Linked DNA regions of Mus musculus: region 1 is linked to region 2. A link is a contact called in public HiChIP or PLAC-seq data. All regions are on one chromosome and are shown on one strand. The core of a region is the stretch at or near the end of the contact, and the rest is flanking DNA. Distances in the headings are between cores, read along the strand shown.

Region 1 (4,246 bases), core at 979-3,478, 94 kb after region 2:
CCTCAACAGAGGAATGGATACAGAAAATGTGGTACATTTACACAATGGAATACTACTCAGCTATTAAAAAAATGAATTTATGAAATTCCTAGGCAAATGGATGGACCTGGAGGGTATCATCCTGAGTGAAGTAACCCAATCACAAAGGAACTCACACAATATGTACTCACTGATAAGTGGATATTAGCCCAGAAACTTAGGATACCCAAGATATAAGATACAACTTGCCAAACGCATGAAATTCAAGAAGAACAAAGACCAAAGTGTGGACACTTTACCCTTTCTTAGAAATGGGAACAAAACACCCATAGAAGGAGTTACAGAGACAAAATTTGGAGCTGTGACGAAAGGATGGACCATCTAGTGATTGCCATATGCAGGGATCCATCCCATAATCAGCTTCCAAATGCTGACATCATTGCATACACTAGCAAGATTTCGCTGAAAGGACCCAGATATAGCTCTCTCTTGTGAGACTATGCCGGGGCCTAGCAAACACAGAAGAGGATGATCACAGTCAGCTATTGGATGGGTCACACGGCCCCTAATGGAGGAGCTAGAGAAATTACCCAAGGAGCTAAAGGGAACTGCAAACCTATAGGTGGAACAACAATATGAACTAACCAGTACCCGTGAGCTCTTGTCTTTAGCTGCATATGTATCAAAAGATGGCCTAGTCGGTCATCACTGCAAAGAAAGGCCCATTGGACTTGCAAAATTTATATGCCCCAGTACAGGGCAACGCCAGGGCCAAAAAGGGGCAGTGGGTGGGTAGGGGATTGGGGGGGGTGGGTATGGGGGACCTTTGGGATAGCATTGAAAATGTAAACGAGGAAAATACCTAATTAAAAAAAAAACAAAAAACAAAAATTACAATTTTATTTTTATAATAATATGTCAAAAAATAATGAACAGTCCTCAGATGCCTAGTATACAGCTGGGAATGTTTTTGTCTAGGGAGTATTTTATGTTCAGGTTATAATCTGGATTAATGGGCCTGCATATATATATATATATCAAAAATAATAAATTTAAAGAAAGCATAGGAAAAATTTGTGATATTTAAATAAGACTCGTAATTTAGTTTTAGTATTATCTCATTGATCTAGATTTTTTCATGTTGAAGTTTATCTGAGACATATGATTGTGGAAAACTGAGTAGAGAGCACATATAAAAGCTTTTTGTTTTACTTTATCTGGCAAGTGACTTGCACAAGTAAACATTGCATCCCCTAGAATTTATGAGTTATTAACTGTACATATCAGTGCCATGCACAGGAAAATTTTGTACAGGTTAATGGTCAGAGAGGTCCTACACTTATCCAAGCCAGTATGAGGCAGTTGCACTGTTGTTATTCCCCACATAACTACATGGTCAGGACTCATTTCTTTAAAAGATATTATTTTTTAAATTTAATTTTATTTGTACTTCATTTTTTACATTCTATATTCCATTCTGTGCCCCTCCCCATCCACCCTCTGACTTCTCTATATCCCACTCTGGTTCATTTTTGTAGGGTTCCCCCAACCTCCTATTTCCTGAGATTGCCTGTTTACATTCTTTCTGCAGGTCCTCAGGGCTTCAGTCCTTTTCCCTCACCCAATACCAAATCAGGTTTCCCTTACCCCTTAATGTTCCCCCACTCAGTTCATATTCCTTCACAAGTTCCTCCCTCACTCCCCACTTGTGATTGCTCTCTTCTCTCTCCCAAGTGGAACTGAAGTGGGAATGAGGTGTCCTCAACTTGTTAAGCCTTTTGAATTATGTGGACTATATCTTTTGCATTCCATATGTGTTTTGTTTCGTTTGGTTAATATCCACTTATTAGTGAGTACATGCCATGAATGTCCTTTGGGGTCTGAGTTACCTCACTCAGGATGATATTTTCTAGTTCTAATCAGGATGACCTCTTAATAGCTGAATAGTATTGCATTGTGTAAATGAACCACATTTTCTGTATCCATTCTTCTGTAGTGGGACATCTTGGTTGTTTCCAGCTTCTGTCCATACCACCCTGAACTTTCCCGATCTCATCTTTTAAAGACTTTAAAATTTAGCTGATTATAAGAGCCAGAATGTGTAGGAAACAGTATCTTCTAGTCAAAATGGACTGATGCAAATATAAACTCACAGGGAATAAGCGTGCATCTGTGAAGTGTTTCACAAAGAATCTGTATGATGTTTGATCATGGAGACATCACATGTCAATCACAGCAGGGGCAGATCAGTTATTACACTTAAAAAAGAAAACCACAGAGGAAACAGTTCCCTCCACAGCCACCTTATCTCTCTATGAGGATTGTTGGTCTCATTGTGCCCCCTGCTGGTCATGAGCTCCCATGTGGGTAGTTTTTTTCAGGGTTTACAACTGAAGTTGCAGGTGGGGTGGGTGTGGAGCACCTTCATAGAGGCAAAACGGAGGGTTGACAGGGCAGATATGGGATGGAGGGGTTGTGGAGGGGTAACCAGGAAGTGGGATATCATTTGAGGTATATACAAATGGAATGATTAATGAAAAGTAATAATAAAGTTTCAATTTGGGATATATATATATATCCCAAATATATATATATATATATATATATATATATATATATATATATATATATATATATATGTATGTATGTCCCTGTAATTTCAATGTTCACAGAGCTCAGCTAAAGGGAGAAATGGCTCTTGTTTACCTGGGGATAATGCATCAGAAATTGATTTTAAGTTTTGCAAATATTACTATAATATCCTTCTCAAAGCCAGGTTCCTCCTTGTGGCAATTGGATCCTGCTCTAACAGTTCCCATCCAATAAAAGGTAATGATAGGAGATAACAGGCTCTTTCCTATCTTTATCAGGCTACACCTGGGGAAGAGTCCCTGTGTTCAGAAGGACCATAATAAGTCAAGTTCAGATGAAGGCACCCATGTATTCATGAATTAGTTCCTGGGACACTTGGATATAGGAGTCAATGTGAAAGCTTGTTTCTAATTCCCTTTCCAGTGATTGTCATTATGTTTACCTGTCTTTTAATGAGGGAAAAGGTGAGTTCTTGCTCTTTCAACAACTATGAGCTAGGACATTCTCACCTGAGAAAGTTTAGCTAATTCACTTCTGCTCATGGTTAATTACTTACTGTAAATTGTTTAAATGCCACAGTAAATAGACTTACAGAACAATGGTACAGAGGAGTGAGACTCTTAATATCACAAACTAAAATGTTGCTTCAGCTCAGGACCTGGCTGACATTGAGAATCTCAAACAATTTGAACTTAGTGCTGAAGTAGGCTTGTGTTAACAAGAATTGATAATTAGTGAAAACCCTGCTCAGAGAAAATGAAAAGGTCCAGCCAGATGAAAGGCCTGAATTTTAGAGATCTTCAATGAGAACCACAGCAGAATTGCAGGGAGTGAGAATGAGTCACCAACCAAATAACATACATCAGCTGGAAAAGTGGCCCCAGCACATAGAGTGCAGATGTACAGTTCATTCTTCACGTGGGTACTGCAGCCACTGGAACAGGAGTGGTTCCTAAAGCTCATACCTGTTCTGGAATCTGTTCCTCTAACTTGGTTGCTTTGTGTGGCCTCAGTGTGATAGGATGCCCCTAGCTCTCCAGGGACATGTTATGGCAAGGTTGGGGAGTACCCACTAGGACCCCACCCTCTTAGAGTAGTAGGAATTGACCATTAAAGTCACCCAAAGAGTTTAATCTAACCAAACAAAAACATCTCTTACAAAGTTAAGTTGTAAGTTACTGAATGTGAACATTACAATGGTTTGAAATGGCTGCTGTAAGGATTTGAGGACTTAAGACAAAGTAGAATGAGATCCCTGAACGACGTGGTTTAGGCACCAAACATCCTTTAAAAAGATATAACCAAGCACTAGGCATATTTTATAAACATATGACTAAACACAGAAAGAGCCACAGTTCTGAATAACTTAAAAGGAACCTTGAATATATTAGAGGTAGCAAGGGCTACTAAGCTCAAATAAAGAGGAAACCCTAGAGGCTAGCAGAAAATTTGTGCCCCTACTGTTCTGTCATATAGAAGGACAAACAGAAGTAAGTACCAGCCTGAATAGTATACAGCTATCAACTGAAGCTGTGTCAGTGTGTTCTGAGCACAGCAGTATGTGGCAGTATCTGCAGTGACCATGCTGGAGATTTGAGGACTAATTAGTTGTTGCAGGTGTCCTTGGATACTGTGAGCCAGCTCTTCAGAGATGGGCTGTAGTTCTTTTTTACTC
Region 2 (4,291 bases), core at 1,619-4,118:
TCCCCTGCACGGAGATTTATTAAGGTTTACAATGCAATTAAATGATCTAGCTTAAGCACTAACACATCCCTGTTACTTCAGTGTTCACAGATCTCAGCTTAAAGTATAAATGGATCTAGTTCATGTAGGGAAAAATACTTATACACTAGAGATTTTATGTTGTGTCAATATTACTATATATCTCTATCAAAGTCAGGTTCCTCATTGATGACAGTTTTATCCAAATCTAGCAGTTTCCACTTCTAAGAAGGTAATGACAGGAGACAGCAAGCACTTTCCTGTTTTCATCAGATTACACCTGATGCAGAGCACATGTGTGCAGGGCCACAAGGAGTCATGGGCTCATATGCACCCACACATGTGTCCATGAATGAATTCCTGGGACATGCATATATACTTGTCAACAGAAAAAAAAAGAAAAAAAACAGACTCTTATAGGCTTCTTGTTTTTTGTTTTAGTCTTTTCAGTCCGTATGACTTTATGTTAGTTGATATTGTGTGTTTTCTTGTGGTATCCTTGGCTTATTGACTCCAGCAATGTTTCCTTCCAGTATTTTATACCCACTGATTTTTGTTGAATTATTTTATTCCTTGCCAATCATGTATGCTTCTATCATAGTTCTGTGATCTTTCCATCTTCTGCCTCCAGGCCTCCTATGCCGTGTCAGAGGTGGAGTCCCTTCCATGACATGGGTCTCCGTTTAGACCATTCATTTATTGGGGACTCTCATGATTTTCCCTCCATCTTTACCACAGGACTTTTGCAAGCAGGACAAATTGTATGTTGATGGGTGTGTAAATGAGTTGGTGTCCTCATCTGTCCATTGCAAGTCTTGTCTGGTTACAGAAGATGGCCAGTTCAAACTCATATCCCATTTACTAGGGGTCTTAGCTAGGGTCACATTTTTAGGAATTTCATTTGCCTTAAGTTTGCCCCCAGAAATTCTCCTCAATTCAAGTTTTCTAATTCAGTAATTTCTATCTCCATTCTCCAAAATGACTGGTTCTCCTATTTACCATCTCCAATGGCAATATTGGCTCTATTTCCCCTTCCTATGTCAATAATGTGTTACCCCTTGGACCCTTCTTGTTTTTATGCTCTCTGTGTCCAGTTTGAGAATAGCAAAACTATCTCTTACTTTACAGCTAGTATACACATACCAGTGAGTACATACCATGTTGGTTTTTCTGGTTCTGATTTTCCCCAGTTTGATTTTTTAATAGTTCCATCCATTTGAAAATTTGTTCTTTTTATTAGTTTTACAGATGAGTAATTTTAGGTTGTATAAATATATACATTTTTTCTTTATACATTCATTGGTTTGAGGACATCTAAGCTGTTTTCTGTTTATTGCTATTAATAATAAAGCAACTAGTAGGATGAATTTTCCTTTGCCTCTGTTCTAAGAAATGATATGGCTGGATCTTGAGGTATATATATATATATATATATATATATTTCCTATTTTCTGAGAAACTGCAGAATTTATTATAAAGTGGCTAAAAAGTTTGCTATCCATAGTTTCCAGCTATGGATAAGTGCTCTCCTTATTTCACATCCTTACCGTAAGCTATCACGTGTGGTTTTGAAGTTTGTCATTCTGACAGATAATAGAGGGAACCTCAGTGTCACTTGAATTTGCATTTCCCTATTGGATAAGGATGAAGAACATTTCTTTAAATGCTCCTCTGACATTTGAGATTCCTCTGTTCAGAATTCTGTTTATATCTATACCCCATTTTTAAATTGTATTATTTGGTTTGTTAATGCCTAGTTTCAAGAGTTCTTTATATATTTTGGATATCATACCTCTGTCAGCTGTGGAGTTGTTAAAGATCTTTTCTCATTCTTTAAACTGACATTTAGTCTTATTCATGGTGTCATTTGCCATAGTATTCTTAGTTTCATGAGGTGCAATTTATTGATTATTGTTCTTAGCACCTGTGCTATTGAGGTTCTGTTTGATAATTTGTCTGCTATGCCAAGGATTTCTCAGCTATTCTCTACTCTCTCTTCTATTAGTCTCAAGATAAATGGCTTAAATTTAAGGTCTTTGATCAACAATATCTTAAGATTTGTACAGCTAATAGATATGGATATATTTGCACTCTTCTGCAGGATGACATCCAGTTATAACAACATTATTTTTAGACATTTTCTTTCTTTCATTGTATATTTCTGGCTTCTTCATCAATAAACAGGTGTATATATGTGTGTAGATTTATGAGTGGGTCTTTTATTCTATTCCATTGATCAACTTGTCTGTTTTTATGCCAATACTATGCAGTTTTTCTTACTATAACAATGCAGACAGGTTGAAATCATGGAACATACTGCATCTGCATATTCTTTCATTGAACAGGATTGTTTTATCTTTACTAGTTTGGTGGGCTTTTGCATTGTTCTGTTTTATTTTTCTACATGAAGTTGAGTGTTGTCATTTCAAGAACTATAGCGAATTGTATTGAAATTTTGATGGGGATTGCATTGAATCTGTAGATGTCTTTGGGTAGGATGACAATTTTTACTATCTTAACCCAACCAATGGGAGATTTTTCCTTTTTCTAATATCTTCAATTTCTTTCTTCAAAGATTTTAAGGTTTTCTTATGCTGATCTTTCACTTGCTGAATTAGAGTTACCCAGGTTTTAATATTCCAATTGAGGAACTCATACTACTGTGAGATAAACTAGTGTCATGGTAACTGAGAGTTCCTCAAAATTGAGTCATTTTTGTTTCTGTAGCATTCCCTGGAGAGTAATATAGATTTCATGAACTAACCACAATGATTTGTGTCCGATCCTGTGTACTTCAACAAGAGGATTAACTGACATAGGAGATAGTCTCCTGGGTTTTTTATGTGGTTAGCTGAGAAGATTAAAAACTTGGCATAATCAGGAAACACCCATCTCTGCAGCTGCTTCTCGGGCTCTACATGACTAGTTCATTGAGATGTTTTCCTTTCACTGTCTCATGGCAACAGATATTGAGAAATATTACTGTTGATGCTAACACAGGAATTAGAGAGAGGGAGTTTGGGCCTGGTTCTCACAGAAAAGCACTAAAAGAAATAATCACACAGTGACATTGTCTTGATGGAGGAGAAACAATTAAATAGCAGCACTCCATACAGAAGGCTGAGAGTGGAGGTGGTTAGCAACCTGGTGACCCATTTCAAATACGTATGGGCAGACTGCACCCTAGTTCCCTCATTAGATTATTATATTTCCTTAGTGGAGGTGTCCCATGTACTTTATGGGCTGCTGACTGCTATGCGGTTGGTCAAAGGCCGCATTAGATTGTAGACCTTTTTAGCAACAAATTTCACAGTAAAGGTCAAAAAAACCTTGTAAAAACTCCTTTCACATAGTCACACCTTATGTTTCATTTTGCAAGTGGAATTGGAATGGATATGGAAGTTATTGTTGCTTGCAGACCATTTTCTGTATTCTATTCTGTTTAAATATATCTACAATAAACTGCCTCTACACAGACACTGAGAAATCTGACCCAGGCTGACAAAGATAATCTACAGCAGGTTCTCATTCTCATTTCTTCACAAGTTTAGTTCCAAGGATGACACTTGTAGTGACCACCCCTCAAGGAATTAAAGTTTTCCTATTAGTAATGATGCTATATACATAGAAGTTAATAACAGAAAATTAATTCCTGAAAATACAAACACCACACACATACACAGTTAACATAAATTCACTAAAAATTTTATTTCTCCAAATGTTTTCTAAAGATGGTAGTCATTGCTAGCAATCTACAATTTTAAGTTCTTTACTAGATTAGTGGTCATTGAATCATTGATCTGCTCCAGCAGCAATGTATGAAATTGAACAAGAACTATTATTTTAAGTGCCAGTGATATGTCCCAGCAAGAGTGTGCATGCCCTCTTAGAATTTCTGTAAAATTCTTAGATCAGGAAGGCTGTGAAGGTTGTGAGTACAACAGGCAGAAGAATGTGCCATAACAACATGAAGTCTGAAGGAAACATAGACCTCTGGTCTCTGCCTCTCTGAGGCACACACACCCTGGTTGCACAAACAGGTGGCCCACATTCCATGAGTTCTAAAGCCACTTGGTTTACTCTCACATGATGAACTTGACATTAGTTTGTATAATTTTTACTTATGTGAGAAGAGCATGCTATATATTGATGATGTGGGTAGTAAGATATTCATTACTTGTACAAAATAGAACAGCTAGCAAAACCACCTTTAGATTACGTATAAAATCTGCTGCAAGAGGTGATACAGGATGAGTTGTAAATGTTATCCAAA

Evidence for each region. HiChIP or PLAC-seq counts read pairs in DNA pulled down with a chosen protein or histone mark.
Region 1: a contact with region 2 is called in a RAD21 HiChIP or PLAC-seq map of pro-B cells, with 4 times the contacts expected there. The contact joins two enhancer-like sites. A contact is called at or near these places in 2 of 15 datasets of contacts at CTCF or cohesin (large pre-B cells and pro-B cells).

The regions. Positions count from the first base shown.
Region 1 is chr12:114,585,118-114,589,363 of GRCm38.p6, forward strand. It overlaps Igh. Among named protein-coding and RNA genes, the nearest start is that of Mir7094-2, 74 kb to the left of the region's middle. Within about 2 kb of position 2,229, at least 10 of the 459 cell types and tissues checked have an H3K27ac peak or open chromatin away from gene starts, as enhancers often do. A contact at or near this core is called in pro-B cells, where this site is marked.
Region 2 is chr12:114,490,958-114,495,248 of GRCm38.p6, forward strand. It overlaps Igh. Among named protein-coding and RNA genes, the nearest start is that of Mir7094-2, 21 kb to the right of the region's middle. Within about 2 kb of position 2,869, at least 12 of the 459 cell types and tissues checked have an H3K27ac peak or open chromatin away from gene starts, as enhancers often do. A contact at or near this core is called in pro-B cells, where this site is marked.